Linked DNA regions of Sus scrofa: region 1 is linked to region 2. A link is a contact called in public HiChIP or PLAC-seq data. All regions are on one chromosome and are shown on one strand. The core of a region is the stretch at or near the end of the contact, and the rest is flanking DNA. Distances in the headings are between cores, read along the strand shown. Region 1 has its middle 20 kb from the start of LPP. Region 2 overlaps LOC106508008 (a long non-coding RNA gene).

Evidence for each region. HiChIP or PLAC-seq counts read pairs in DNA pulled down with a chosen protein or histone mark.
Region 1: a contact with region 2 is called in an H3K27ac HiChIP or PLAC-seq map of alveolar macrophages. The contact joins two enhancer-like sites. A contact is called at or near these places in 3 of 5 promoter capture datasets (fetal liver, fetal skeletal muscle and skeletal muscle), 9 of 47 Hi-C or Micro-C datasets (embryonic fibroblasts, fetal heart ventricle, fetal liver and 5 more) and 2 of 2 datasets of contacts at active chromatin or transcription factors (alveolar macrophages and skeletal muscle).

Annotation. Positions count from the first base shown.
Region 1 is chr13:125,758,703-125,765,606 of Sscrofa11.1, reverse strand. No RefSeq gene overlaps it. Among named protein-coding and RNA genes, the nearest start is that of LPP, 20 kb to the left of the region's middle. Within about 2 kb of position 3,901, at least 9 of the 83 cell types and tissues checked have an H3K27ac peak or open chromatin away from gene starts, as enhancers often do. A contact at or near this core is called in alveolar macrophages, where this site is marked.
Region 2 is chr13:125,416,214-125,422,973 of Sscrofa11.1, reverse strand. It overlaps LOC106508008 (a long non-coding RNA gene), which reads right to left. Exons shown (of 5, transcript XR_002337803.1): 3 at 4,866-4,945; 4 at 318-432. Among named protein-coding and RNA genes, the nearest start is that of BCL6, 30 kb to the right of the region's middle. Within about 2 kb of position 3,288, at least 2 of the 83 cell types and tissues checked have an H3K27ac peak or open chromatin away from gene starts, as enhancers often do. A contact at or near this core is called in alveolar macrophages, where this site is marked.

The sequences.
Region 1 (6,904 bases), core at 2,652-5,151, 340 kb before region 2:
ACTTCCATATTCCATATGCCGCAGGTGCGGCCCTAAAAAGCAAAAAAAAAAAAAAAAAAAAAAAAGAAAAAGAAAATACTCCAAGATTTCACTTTTCAAAGTGTGGTCTGTGGACCAGCAGCATCAGCGCCATCTAGGAGCTTGTTAGGAATGTGTTATCTCCAGCCCACCTGAGACCTACTCAATTAGAATCTGCATTTTCACCAAATTCCCAGATAATTCCTAAGCATGATACTGTCTGATAAACACTGGATAAGTAAGACACACGCTGCAGACCAAGAAGGGAACCAAAGTTAAAAACTCAGGAATAGTGAAATGATGGTTTAAATGATCGGAAAACCGCTCTGTGAACTGTCGACAGAGACCCCCACCTCAGCAGGAGGTCCTTGAGGAGCATGGTCAAGATCACTCACAAGTACTTCAATGAAACTTGAAAAAATTCTAAAAATTAAAAAAAAAATTTAATTACAAAACTTTTTAAAAATGGGGAAAGATTAAAAACAATCAAAAATAAGTAAAACCCTTCTCTTGGGGGAAAAAAAAGGTCACCCATGACTAAACAAGTAGGATGAAGCATCTGCAGTAGGAAAGAGTGGTGCCCTCTCACAGCCATGTCTGGATCAAAGTTTTCATTTTATCCCTTTCACTGTGGTGTTTTCTGTCTTTTGAGATTAATATTGTCATTGGACACAAGAAATTTCTCTTGTGGGACCTATCACACAAGTAAGGTTTAACATTATTGAGAAAAACAATTAAGTGCGATTAAGACAATGTTTAAAAAAGTCAAAACAGCTATGTCTGTTTAAAAAAAAGTACTGGAGGGAGTTGCAGCAGAAATGAATGTCTTCTATCCATGAGGATGCAGGTTGGATCCCTGGCCTCGCTCAGTGGGTTAAGGATCTGGCATTGCTGAGGCTGTGGGTAGGCAGGCAGCAGTAACTCCCATTCGAACCCTAGCCTGGGAACTTCCAGATGCCGCACCTGTGGCCTTAAAAAGCAATAAATAAATAAATAAATACTGGAAAGAAATAGAGCAAATTGTTAAACAAAATTATTTCTTCTTAAATCTCTATATTTTTCAAGCTTTCTTGAATGAGTAGATTAATATAGATTATAAAAATAAACTTAAAAAAATAAATGTCTTCTGGCATCATGAGACTACGGAAGCCGGGAAGCAAACCATAACTTATTGCGGTATTTTCCCTAAGCCTTCCTTTCCGGCATTTTTCTCTCACCATTTCCCTTCCTGCTCTCTGTTCTATCAAACCCATCTCATGCTTTGCCACCTCAGTGTCTTTGCTAACTGGGAAGTCCACTTCTCTCAGCCTACCAAAAACACCTGTGAGGGCAAATCCTATAATCCTTCAAAGCCGGTTCAGGTGTCATCTTCTCTGCAAAGACTTCTCTCATAGTCAGAACCATTGTTGTTCTGGCCCTCCTTCAACTCCCTGTATGTCTCTTCAAGTCTTTAACATGTTATATCTCACATTATTATGTTATTAGTAGTAATAGTAGTATTAGTGGTAATATTCTAATGCCTTGGCTGTACTATGAGCTCTTCTAGGCCTTTGGGAGTTTTGAAAATACCTTGATTATAATAAGCCTCAATAGGTGATCGTTAAGGGACTAAATCATCATTCGTCCTAGGATTTGAGGTAGGTCCAAAAGATGGTGGAAACACTATGCTCTTTCTTCTCTTTTACTGGCTGTGTAGCATTGCTTTGAATTTGGTTAATATAGCAACCGAGTGCTTTAAGTATCAATAGATTTTTAGGCTTGACAAATAGAAAACCCAAGAAAATACTTAAGTGTTTCTTTTTTAAAAGCACCAAAAGAACATGTTGTATCTTTCTTTATTTGGAACAACTTACTATCTTGCCTTGGGCAACTTGCTTCCTGGGCTCCAGAGGAACCATTTGCTCTAAAATTAGAAGAAATGAGTTTGGATTAAGAGCTCTCTAAGGCCCCTTCCAAATCTAGCCTTCTGTAATCCTAAAAATGATGACAAAGCCAAGTTTGGCTTTTAGGGACTTCAGTTGTTGTGTTCTGAATACTATAATGTCAAAGTACTGTAACTATTAATAATGCTTAATATTTACAAGAATGCGCAGTCTGAATCTTTCTTGATTTGCACATCACCTAGTTTCTGCTATAGTATTCCTTATTTTTTCCAGAGCAACCTAGAGCTAAAGGCTTCACCTCTGATTGTTTGCCTTCTCAAGTGGAGACACACCTTCTGCAGCTACAGCTGTCCCCAAATAACCTTTTGCCTTACTGTCAGTGTATGAGCCCCCATGACTCAGCAGTCCTAGCCTCTGAGAAACTCCATCATCATCATGACAAACCATCAACAATGAAGTTTTCTTGCACTCTAGTTCTGAGTCAGGCAAGTCAGTCTTCGCAATGTGTAGCCCCAGATCCAATTAAGTGACCAATTTTTAATTCATTCCATGTGAATTTTATTGATAATCTGTTAGGGCCATAGTTATGCTGTGTAAACTGGATGATATGAAACGCATAATCTACTAGAACACAAACAGCTAGCATTTATTTCCAATTTTATGGTTTAGGGATGGTTTCCATGTATGTATGTGTCATGTCTTCTGGAATTCATATCAATGACTTTGAGTTGACATTCAAATATGTGGCAGATAAGAAATATCAAAAGGAGTTTCTGTTGTGACTCAGCAGGTTACGAATCCAACCAGTATCCATGAGGATGTGGGTTCCATCCCTGGCCTGGCTCAGTGGGTTAAGGATCCAGCCTTGCCATAAGCTGTGGTGTATGTCACTGACATGGCTTGGATCCTGCATTGCTATTGCTGCAGCTATGTGGCTATGGTGTAGGTCAGTAGCTGCAACTCCAACTCCAATTCAACACCTAGTCTAGGAGCTTCCATATTGTAGGTGAAGCCCAAAAAAGCAAAAAAAAAAAAAAAAAAAAAAAAAAAAGGTGTCAAGAGAGGTCTCCTTCTAACACTTTGCTGTGGCCAACACAGGCCAGAGACCAATCATCAGCACTGCTGCATCCCCAGAGATAGAGACATTCTATTTTCTTCATTCAACCATAGGTGATCCCTCAGTACATCTGTAATATATCTCAACTGCTCAAGTTCAAGTCAAAGTTTTCTTTCTCTAGAAAGTCTTTCTAGATTTCTCCCTCTCCAGCTAAAAATATCTTCCTTTTTTTGAATACCTACAGTGCTTTTGCTATACCTCTTCTATCACATTTTTATTATATTAAAAGCAATTTTATTACATTTTCCTTCCTGTTCATACCTTATATTCTCTACTACTCTGTGAATACCTACTCTAGATCCATTGAACCAGAGTCTGAGGGGTAATTATGATTCGTTTCTGCTGAGACACAACAGGAACTCCCCATTTTTATGTTTTTATAAATTTGACCACTTCTCTCTGAGGCAAATTTCATTTATGGACAGATAATTGTTGCTAGCAAGGAGCAAGCACAGGACATTTCTAAAGACTTCATTGGCTCTACCATGCATGGGTTAAGAGACCTCCAGCAGAGGAAATTTCATGGGTCATTTCCCAGTAACATGTGACAAACTGCAATCCTAAGAGAAGCCTCAGGTTAATGAGGCAAGCAGATGCACAGGCCAGACCTCAAGACACTGTGGGCAGGAGATTAGGCTTTACAGTAGCACCGATGACTGAAGAATTCTGATTTATTTTCACTCTCTCTACAACTTGTATGTATTTTGGATCCCAAACTGCATTTATCATATGTTAGACCTTGTTGAAATATCAAGGAGTAAGAAAATCAATTGTAGTATCTCTAAGCAAAAACTGACATTGGTTAGAGGTGTACTGTGTTTGCAAAGAGAGCTACAATAGTCTCTTTACAATGTTACTTTGCTCTTCCTCCCACAAAGAAGAGGAATTTACTTAGTCACCCTTTGAATCTAGCTGGCCTCATGACTTTGACTGATACAAGAATACAGCAGCCATATATTTTGCAACTTCTTTTTTTTTTTTTTTTTTTTTTTGTCTTTTTGCCTTTTCTAAGACCGCTCCCTCGGCATATGGAGGTTCCCAGGCTAGAGGTCTAATTGGAGCTGTAGCCACCGGCCTATGCCATAGCCATAGCAATGCGGGATCCGAGCTGCGTCTGCAGTCTACACCATAGCTCACAGCAATGCTGGATTGTTAACCCACTGAGCATGGCCGGGGATCGAACCCATGACCTCATGGTTCCTAGTCAGATTTGTTAACCACTGAGCCACAACAGGAACTCCAATGTTTTGCAACTTCTGAGTCTAGGCCTTGGGAAACCTCACAGCTTCTGCTTTTGCCCTCTCTCTCTTTGTATAAAACTCAACTCTATGTGAAAAAGCCTGAGCTAACCTGCTAAACAATGCAGGCACACAGCCTTGCTATAAGCCAGCAGCAATCAGCTCCAAGCAGACTTGCCAATTGACTGGAATTGCATGAGTGTATCCAGGCAAGGTCATCAGAATGACCACACAGCTAAACCCAGCCCGAATCACTGACCACGAGAATTGTGAGCTAATGACTGTTTGAGGTCACTAAGGTTTTGAACGGGCTTATTACATAGCATAGACTAAAGGATACGTATAATGCATAACACTGAAAGAAATAGTAGCCCTTATTTTAGTGAAGATATCTGGACTGTTGACAAGCTCTCTGGGCCTTTCAAAATGGGTCTGAAGAGTTCCCATTGTGGCTCAGCAGATTATGAACCTGACTAGCATCCATGAGGATGCAGGTTCCATCCTTGACCTCACTCAGTGGGTTAAGGATCATGCATTGCCACAAGCTGCAGTGTAGGTCACAGAGGTGGCTGGGATCTGGCGTCGCTGTGGCTGTGGCGTAACCCTAGCCTGGGAACTTCCATATGCCACAGGTGTGGCTCTAAAAAGTAAAAAATTAAAAATGGAAATAAAATAAAATAAAATAAAATGGGTCTGAAATGAAAGTGTCCATTTTAGACTGTGGGCACAAGCTCACCACAGAGAAAAATAATGTAACGGATGGTTCTGAGGAACAGATTTTTAACTGCAGAGGCGCTGGCTTTTTGTGAGGATGAAGTAACTACATACTCAGGATTTACAAAGACTTGGCTTTTCAAAATAATTCATAATGATTTTTACATTTTGAGTCCAGTTCATAGTTTACCAACTACTTTCAGCATCTTTTGTGGTTTGTAATAAAAAGATTCTTTAGTGCTGACTAGAGTCATAAATTCAGGGGTTTTCAAACTTGGTATCACAGACTTAGAAATGACCTGGGGGCCGTCACTCCAACCTTCCCTTTTAACAATGTTTAAATAGGGAAGACCCAATTAAGATATATTTTGAAGGAAGGATTCAGTCCCTACAAATGAGTGCAATGACACTTACATAGCTCATACAGTTCACTCTCAGACAGGAACTAAAGTGAGTTAGTGAACTCCCACTCCCTTCCACACACACGTGAAGTCAGATTTCCAGACTTTTTTTTTTGTTGTTGTTGTTGTTGTTGTTGTTGTTGTTACTATTTCTTGGGCCGCTCCCGCGGCATATGGAGGTTCCCAGGCTAGGGGTTGAATCGGAGCTGTAGCCACCGGCCTACGCCAGAGCCACAGCAACGCGGGATCCGAGCCGCGTCTGCAACCTACACCACAGCTCACGGCAACACCGGATCGTTAACCCACTGAGCAAGGGCAGGGACCGAACCCGCAACCTCATGGTTCCTAGTCGGATTCGTTAACCACTGCGCCACGACGGGAACTCCTCCAGACTTTTTTTTTAACTGCAGAGCCTGCAACTCCATGGTTATCTCCATTTTCCACAGGTGAGAGGTCAAGGCTCAGACACTTGCTTGAGGTCAGGCAGACTGGGCAAGGGTCTAACCTGAGTTTACTGAATCTAAACCCAGACCTTTCACCTCTGCCATGTTTGGAAACTGGTGACTTAAAAGTTGAGTTAAAGCTCAACCACAGAAAAATTATACACTACATGTATATAACTGCCCACTTATGGTCACCGTAAACCAATATTCATGATTACTTTTTAGTGACTGGAAATAGCCTATGTTTTAACATTCTTGTAGAAACCCTTGCACCCAAATGTTAGAAAAGCAATGGTTTTCTTTCTTTGAGAACTCCTAGAAAAGTAATGATCTTGCCCTTGTGACCCCAGAGGTACAGGGATTAGAATCAAAAGAATCAAAAGTTGGAAGTGGCAGGAGGTAGATTGTAGCATATATATATATATAAGCTTTTTTAGGACTGCTCCCACAGCATATGGAGGTTCCCAGGCTGGGGGTCGAATCAGAGCTACAGCTGCCAGCCTACAACCACAGCCACAGCAACGTGGGATCTGAGCCGCATCTATGACCTACACCACAGTTCACGGCAACGCTGGATCCCTAACCCACTGAGCGAGGCCAGAGATCGAACCTACATCCTTATGGATCTTAGTTGGGTTCGTTAACTGCTGAGCCATGAAGGGAACTCCCTTAGCTTATATTTTTTAAAAAGCTTTTTTAAATAAAAAACCTAACCGCCATCGTATAATTAGCACTTCCTTGTCCCTAATATGTCCAGAAATACACAGATGGGACTCCAGGGCTAGTCAGGAGGCTAGGTAATCTGACATCTCAGATTCCTATAAGGAAGTGTATAGAAGTTCAGGTCCTTGGACTTAAGTGGGGTTTGCTGCTTTTATTGTTTCTCTGAAAAATCTTGTCCGCAGGGCAAAGGGCTATTGCATCTGTTCCCAGACACTGAGGAACTCTTTATTCTTTTAGAACATAAAGAACATTTGTTTTGACTAGCTAACCTGGCTACTGAAATTCCCCAGCCCTTTATATGTGCACACTACCATACCAAAGATATTTATAGTAGGGCCTTCAGGGGTCTTGAAGCCCCTGGGCCAAA
Region 2 (6,760 bases), core at 2,039-4,538:
GAGCCTGGGTTTAAGTAGTGGTCTGAACCATTGGGAGGAGCTGAGTGACCCGAGGCTGAGAAAGGAGCGCCAGGGAGAGAGAAGGACACTGGGCCACGGCCGGGGGTGGGGGGGAGGACATGAGTGTAGGGAGACTAACAGATTTGTTATCCATCAGCCTTTACCTTCCCGGCTTTATTTCTTTTAGAATACCTTATTGGCTGTCTTTTAGCATGTAGCAAAAATCTCATGGCTACTTGGTATAATAGGAAGCCCATGGGTGGGATTGAGAGTCCTAGACCTGACTCTAGAAGTGTGACCCTGGACCAGCCACTTACCCTCTCTAATCCTTTGCTTGCTCATCTGTCAAAGAAGGATAACATCACCGGCTTGCGTTCTCCTGGGGTGGTCGTGAGGATCCAGGGAGGTGACAGATGGGAAAGTACTTTACCTCTGAAAGCAGGACGATTGTAGTGGGGATTAGCGAAATGCTTGGGTATCTTTGAAATCTTCACTCAGACTCATGTATAGATTATCTACTTCAGTTGCAAGAAAAGGGGGGATGGGAGTTCTAAATGGTGACTAATTCGTAAATCCTTCATCAGGGCTTTTGAAAGAGGAGGGACACAGAAGGTGGGATTGGAAGATGTACCTTCCTGAGGAAGTGGCTAATATCCAGATGAAGTGCTATTTATCCCCTGTGCTAACAATTCAATTCAAATGTAAACAACAATTCCATTTGGTACCTTTGCTCAGGCCAAAGAACTTGGAGTTGTGCTTGACCCATGCTATTCCCTGTCTATCAGGTCCTGGGAATTACTTCTCTTTTCACCCTTACCTACATGTGTGAGTTGGGTATTTTTCCTCCCTTCTTTAGAAATCAGAAAACCAAAGTTCAGAGAAGTTAAGTAATTTGCTCAGGGTCACACAGGTATTGACATCAGAGCCGGAAGAAACCAGCTTTGTTGAAAGAGTCAGTGCTCTTTCCACAGGCTGCCTTTTCTAGAGACCTTGATGCAACTGATTCAGCAGCCAACAGTGTTAAATTAACATCGGTCACCTGAATTTGAGCAAGTGAATAATATTCCAGTCTAATGTAAGGGGTCCAGGCAGGTAACAGACTCTGAGCTGTTAAAGGTTTTTCCAAAAGTGAAAAGGAAGGTCCATGTGCCACCTGTGAATCTAAACCCTTGTCTAGGCCACTACCTTGTATTATGAATGTTTTCTCATAGCAGTGAGTAGTAACATTTTAGAAATGGGGATTTTTGAGCTAAATTTTCAGCAAAGCATGAGAATAATGTAGCTCACAGCAATGCCCTCTGGTCTTTCAGAGCATCAGACATTTTTTTTAAAATCAGTCGTGTAAGAAATGGCATGACTTTTTGGATGATTAGCAATCTAGTCTAGATTTTAGCTGGTGACACTTTCTGCAGCAACTTGCCTGTTACCTGCCACATAATAGGCTTAATCACTGTCCACTGAATATAAGCAGGTATCTTCATGTACATGAATACCATGTATAATAAGGGGTGTGATTTTGGTAATTATGCATGTAAATCTATTTGGATAGATAATGAATATGCAGATGGATAGATACTGGGGCCATGGGTCAGAGAAATGCCAAAAAGAAAAGAAAAAAGGAGGAGTTCCCATCATAGTTCAGTGGTTGACGAACCGGACTAGTATCCATGAGGATGTGGGTTCAATCCCTGGCCTTGCGCAGTGGGTTAAGGATCCATCATTGCCATAAGCTGCAGTGTAGGTCATAGATGCGGCTTGGAACCCGCATTACTGTGGCTGTGGCATACGCTGGTGGCCGCAGCTCCCATTCGACCCCTAGCCTGCATGCCTCAGGTGCATCTCTTAAAAAAAAAAAAAGAAAGAAAGAAAAGAAAAATGTACTAGAAAGTGTATTTAGCACCTACTAGGTCCTGGGGGAAGGAAATGGAAGGTGAGTCTCTTTGCACGGGCCTCAGATAACCATAAATAACATAGGCAGATGATTTTAAAGAAGCCATTTTTGTAGGTAAGGACTACTTGGATTTGGAGGCAAAGGAGGACCATTTTCTTTTTGGTGTGAAACACCGAGAATGTTAGGGATGAAAGAGGCCTGGGGCAGCCTGTGGACTTAGACATCTTAGATTGTAAAACTGAGCTGTGTAAAGAAGGGTTCCACAGGGATTCACAGACTTTAAAAAACATAAAAACAACCCCCTTCCCAAGCCACCCCTCTTTTCTGAAGGTGCTACGGAAACCTTGAAAAATGGGTCTTTGCAAGGAAGCAGAAAACCTGGTGAGATGGTGTAAGGTCAAGAGCATGGGCTCTGAACTCAGCCAGGGTTTAAATCTCCCTCATCTGCTTTTTAGCTCTTGGATCTGAGGGAGACTACTTCCATTTGGAAACTCTGAGCCTCGACTTCTGAAATGCAGACTCTGCCTATGTCTCTCTTCATTATGAGTTTAGATTATATCACAAGGGGTTCAGCAAAGCTCTGTCTCTCATTCCTCCCCACACCCACAAAGCCCTCCTCAGCCTCTGTCTTTCTCTGCACCCTTGGTCGGAAGCACTTGCTGCTTTCTCCCTTCTCATCTACCACATTCAGGTGTTGGATCAGATGATTTCCAAATTTCTGTTACATGAGTCTAACTGTCTGGTCCTACTTTTTACCAGATGGCTGGGCTAGCTGGATAGGATATCAAACAGTCTATTTTCTATACATTTATGTTAATGAGCCATTTACTGAGCTTTACCACATTTAATCCTCAAAAGAATACCTGTAAGGTAGCAGTTGCTTTCCCCCTTTATAAATCAGCAAACCAAGCCAAAAGGCATGGAGAGAAATCATCCTAGACCTATGGTTTGGGGGCAGGCTTGCAGAGGAGACTCTTTTGAAAGGCTTAACAATAGCACAAGAAAATGAGGCCTTTCATTATACCCGTGGCCTTGAAAATCAAGTGGAAACTTCCCAGTTTTCACTCCATCCATCGCCCCTCCTCTTGCACTAAATGCTTTAGTCATCTTCTCTTTCTTTTTTGTTGTCTTTTTCCTGTGTTGCCATTCCAGGCTGAGGTCATGACTCTCCTAAGAGCCTTAATCAAATCTGGAAGGCAACAGGGCTGAACACAGGATCTTTCCTACCTGACTCCTGGACTGAACAAGTGCAAAGAAAGCTGATGTTGGGAATCCAGCTCTTGCTGCCTGCGGCTGTGGGGCTGGCTATGAATTTTTACCAGCTCTTGCCTGATCATCTTTCTTTGGCCTTTGACATACTTGTCACTGGATCCGTGGTAAAGCCAGTCTTTCTCTCTAGCCACTAATTTGTATTTCCCCCAGAGAGCCTAGAACTATGCCCTACCCAGCGGGTACTCACTGTACTGGAGGTGGTGTCGCCAACCAACACAGCCCCAGATTACATTAAGTATTTCAGCAATTGCAATGAATTTCTGGCCAGCCTTGATGGTTTGGTCAGCTTCAGTCCCAGCCTTGCCCCTCAGAGATTGACAAAGCCCAGTTTCAACTAATTCTTAATAATGCAATTAAATTTTTGGAAACTGAGCTGGGTTTCATATTTAAATGGTGACTTTCACCACACAGGAGAGGTTGGCCAAATGCAGGAGGAACTGGAAGATTTTTGCAAAGAGATGAATTTGGATTTTCCATTTTTAGAAAAGCTGCATATGCTCATGTGCAGGTAACACTCCAGGCTCAGGGGTTCCCAAGGGCCAAAAGAGTGGGTAAAGCATGAACCCCTAAACCAGCATGCCTCATAGGGAATCATCAGTATCCTCAAAAAGAAAACTAATATTAGTAGTAGAATCTAATGGTAGATATGAATTTTGTTTAAATATTCTTTATATTTTTACATTTTCACAATAAAATATTTGGGAAAAAAAGAAAAGATTTGGAAAGATTTCATGGATGGAACTAGAGACTCTCATACTAAGTGAAGCAAATCAGAAAGAGAAAGACAAATACCATATGACATCACTTTTATCTGGAATCTAATATATGGCACAAATGAACCTTTCCACAGAAAAGAAAATCATGGACTTGGAGAATAGACTCCTGGTTGCCAAGGGGGAGGGGGAGGGAGTGGGATGGATTAGGAGTTTAGGATTAATAGATGCAGACTATTGCCTTTGGAATGGACAAGCAGTGAGACCCTGCTGTGTAGCACTGGGAACTGTATCTAGTCATTTATGATGGAGCATGATAATGTGAGAAAAAAGAATCTATACATGTATGTGTAACTGGGTCACTCATGCTGTACAGTAGAAAACTGACAAAGCACTGTAAACCAGCTATAATAAAAAAAATCATTATGTAAAAAAGAAAGAAGAAAAAAGAAAAGTAGGGGCAGAATTAAAACGTTTCTGCTTTTGAAATGCAACAACACTTACCTCTCAGGGCCATTGCAAGGATGGCATTAGGGCATATGCGGAAGGGCTTGCTCAGGGTCTTGCTCAGAACAGGGAGCAATGAATGTATTTATTAACACCACAGCATGGGAAAAGGCACCACTCTGAAGTTAAACGACTGCATCTTGAACTTCATGCTGCAGCTCACTAGCCCAGCTGGTGCCTTTCCATCCCGGGTCCCAGTCTCCTCATCTTTCTAATTGGAATAATAATCACAGCATATTTCTCAGGGTCACAAGGAGAAGCATGTTAGAGAACTGTTGAGAAAGTTCTTTGCAAACTAGAAAGCTCTCTAGGCAAAATAAAACATTATGAGATGTATACCTAACTTCTGTGCCCTTGTTTCAGCTCTTCTCTCTGCCTGAAACGCCCTCCTTCCCCACACCCTCTCTTCCTAACCTGGCTATTGAAGGCCTAACTTTCATTTATAAGGCAGGAGAACATAATGGCTGAGAGCAAAGCCTTACCTGGCTGGGTTCAAATTCCCACTTCTGTTTGTTAGCTCTTTGACCTTAGGTCAGTTACGTTCTGTGCTTCAGTGTTCCATCTATAAAATGAGGATAACAGCACCATGAATTCCATAAGATAGTGGTGAGGATTAAATAAGTGCACACATGCAAAGTACCTAGAACAGTATGTACTAAGCCCCTATATGTGTCAGCTCATTATTTCAGAGCTTACTTTATTATTTTGATGTTTATTTCAAGGGCACAGTCACTATATTACAAAATTTTTTATCATGACTTCAAACTCTACCTCCCCCAGAAACGTTTTTAGATGTCTTAGTTTGAAGCAATTGTTTCCATATTTAAATGCTCTATTTGTTGTAGCTCAGTGATTGCCCTTTTCATTGCTGGTGTCCCGTATCTTGCTCTCCTGCGCTGTCCTTACAGCCCTGAGTGACCCTGAGGCTTCTCCTTTTCCCTCTGTACATGTGGTTGGTGCACATTACATATCTTTTGAATTGGATGGAAGATATGCAAATATATACAGATGAGTTAGCCTAAATACACTGGACAGTAGCTAATAGCAACATTTATATAATACCAGTATTTTAAAGACCAAACACAACTGCAACATTTAGCACCATACCTGACCCAGAGTATGTGCTCTGTAATTGTATTTACTTGGAAGGATGGAAAGATAACTAAAAGTGCATTAAGTCCAATGAAAAGTTTATTGGGTCTCTCTTATTCAAAACATCTATTAGATGAGTAAGTTACTTCTCATAGGTGCCAGGGAGAGATTAAGATACATACCAAGGAAAGTAAAAGTAGCTCTTGACCTTTAGGCATTCACACTGGAGAGGAAACACTGTCCAGTTACTAAATAATTACAAGGGCCCCAGCCGCTAAGCTATGTAGGACATTGCTGCAGAGAAGTTGCCTTCAGCAGTTCAGTTCCCTCTCTAAGGTGTGTGGGCCCCCTCGATAGCAAACTGCCCAGTTGTGTTCACTGAGCTGACTGCAGCTTCTTTGCAATATGTAGGAAACCAGCAGAGAAGGTTTCTAGTTGCTGAATGGAAGAGGGAGCAAGTCAGTTATAAGGATGTGGGGGTTTACTGACTGCATACATAAAATATAAAACGAGGAGTTCCAGTCATGGTATGGGAGAAATGAACCTGACTAGGAACCAGGAGGTTGCAGGTTCGATCCCTGGCTTTGCTCAGTGGGTTAAAGATCCGATGTTGCCTTGAGCTGTGGTGTAGGTCACAGACATAGCTCAGATCCTGCGTTGCTGTGGCTGTGGCAGAGGCCGGTGGCTACAGCTCTGATTGGACCCCTAGCCTGGGAACCTTTATATGCCACAAGTGCAGGCTTAAAAAGAAAAAAAAAAGTGTATAGTGTGTATATATATGTGTGTGTGTGTGTATATATATATATATATATATAAAGAGAGACATGACACCATGAGTCACACTTACAGAATCATATCTCACGCAGATTTCTCAGTCTCAACCATTTTGATGTCAAATGTTGACAAAACATTGTAAAATCAAAAAAAAAAAAAAAGTGCTGGCCCTAAAGGGATATCTAGTTTCCTTTCAACTCCACTTCCACCAATGGCTTTACTTTGGCTGTCGATTTTGCTATCAATTGAGAAACGAGTTTGGCGTGGAGGATTTCTTAGGTTCATTCTACCTTTAGGGTTTTTATTTTATTTTTCAACACCTGGTCTGATATGAAAACCAATCTTTTCCTCTTGCTTCAAATACTACCTCTATTTTGATAAATCCCAAATTGATATCGCCAAACCAGACATCTCTTCTGAGATCAGGTCCTGAATATCCAACTGCCTACTTTGACACCTTCCTCAGAGACATCTCAAACACACCACGATCAAAAGTGAGCTCTTGATTGCT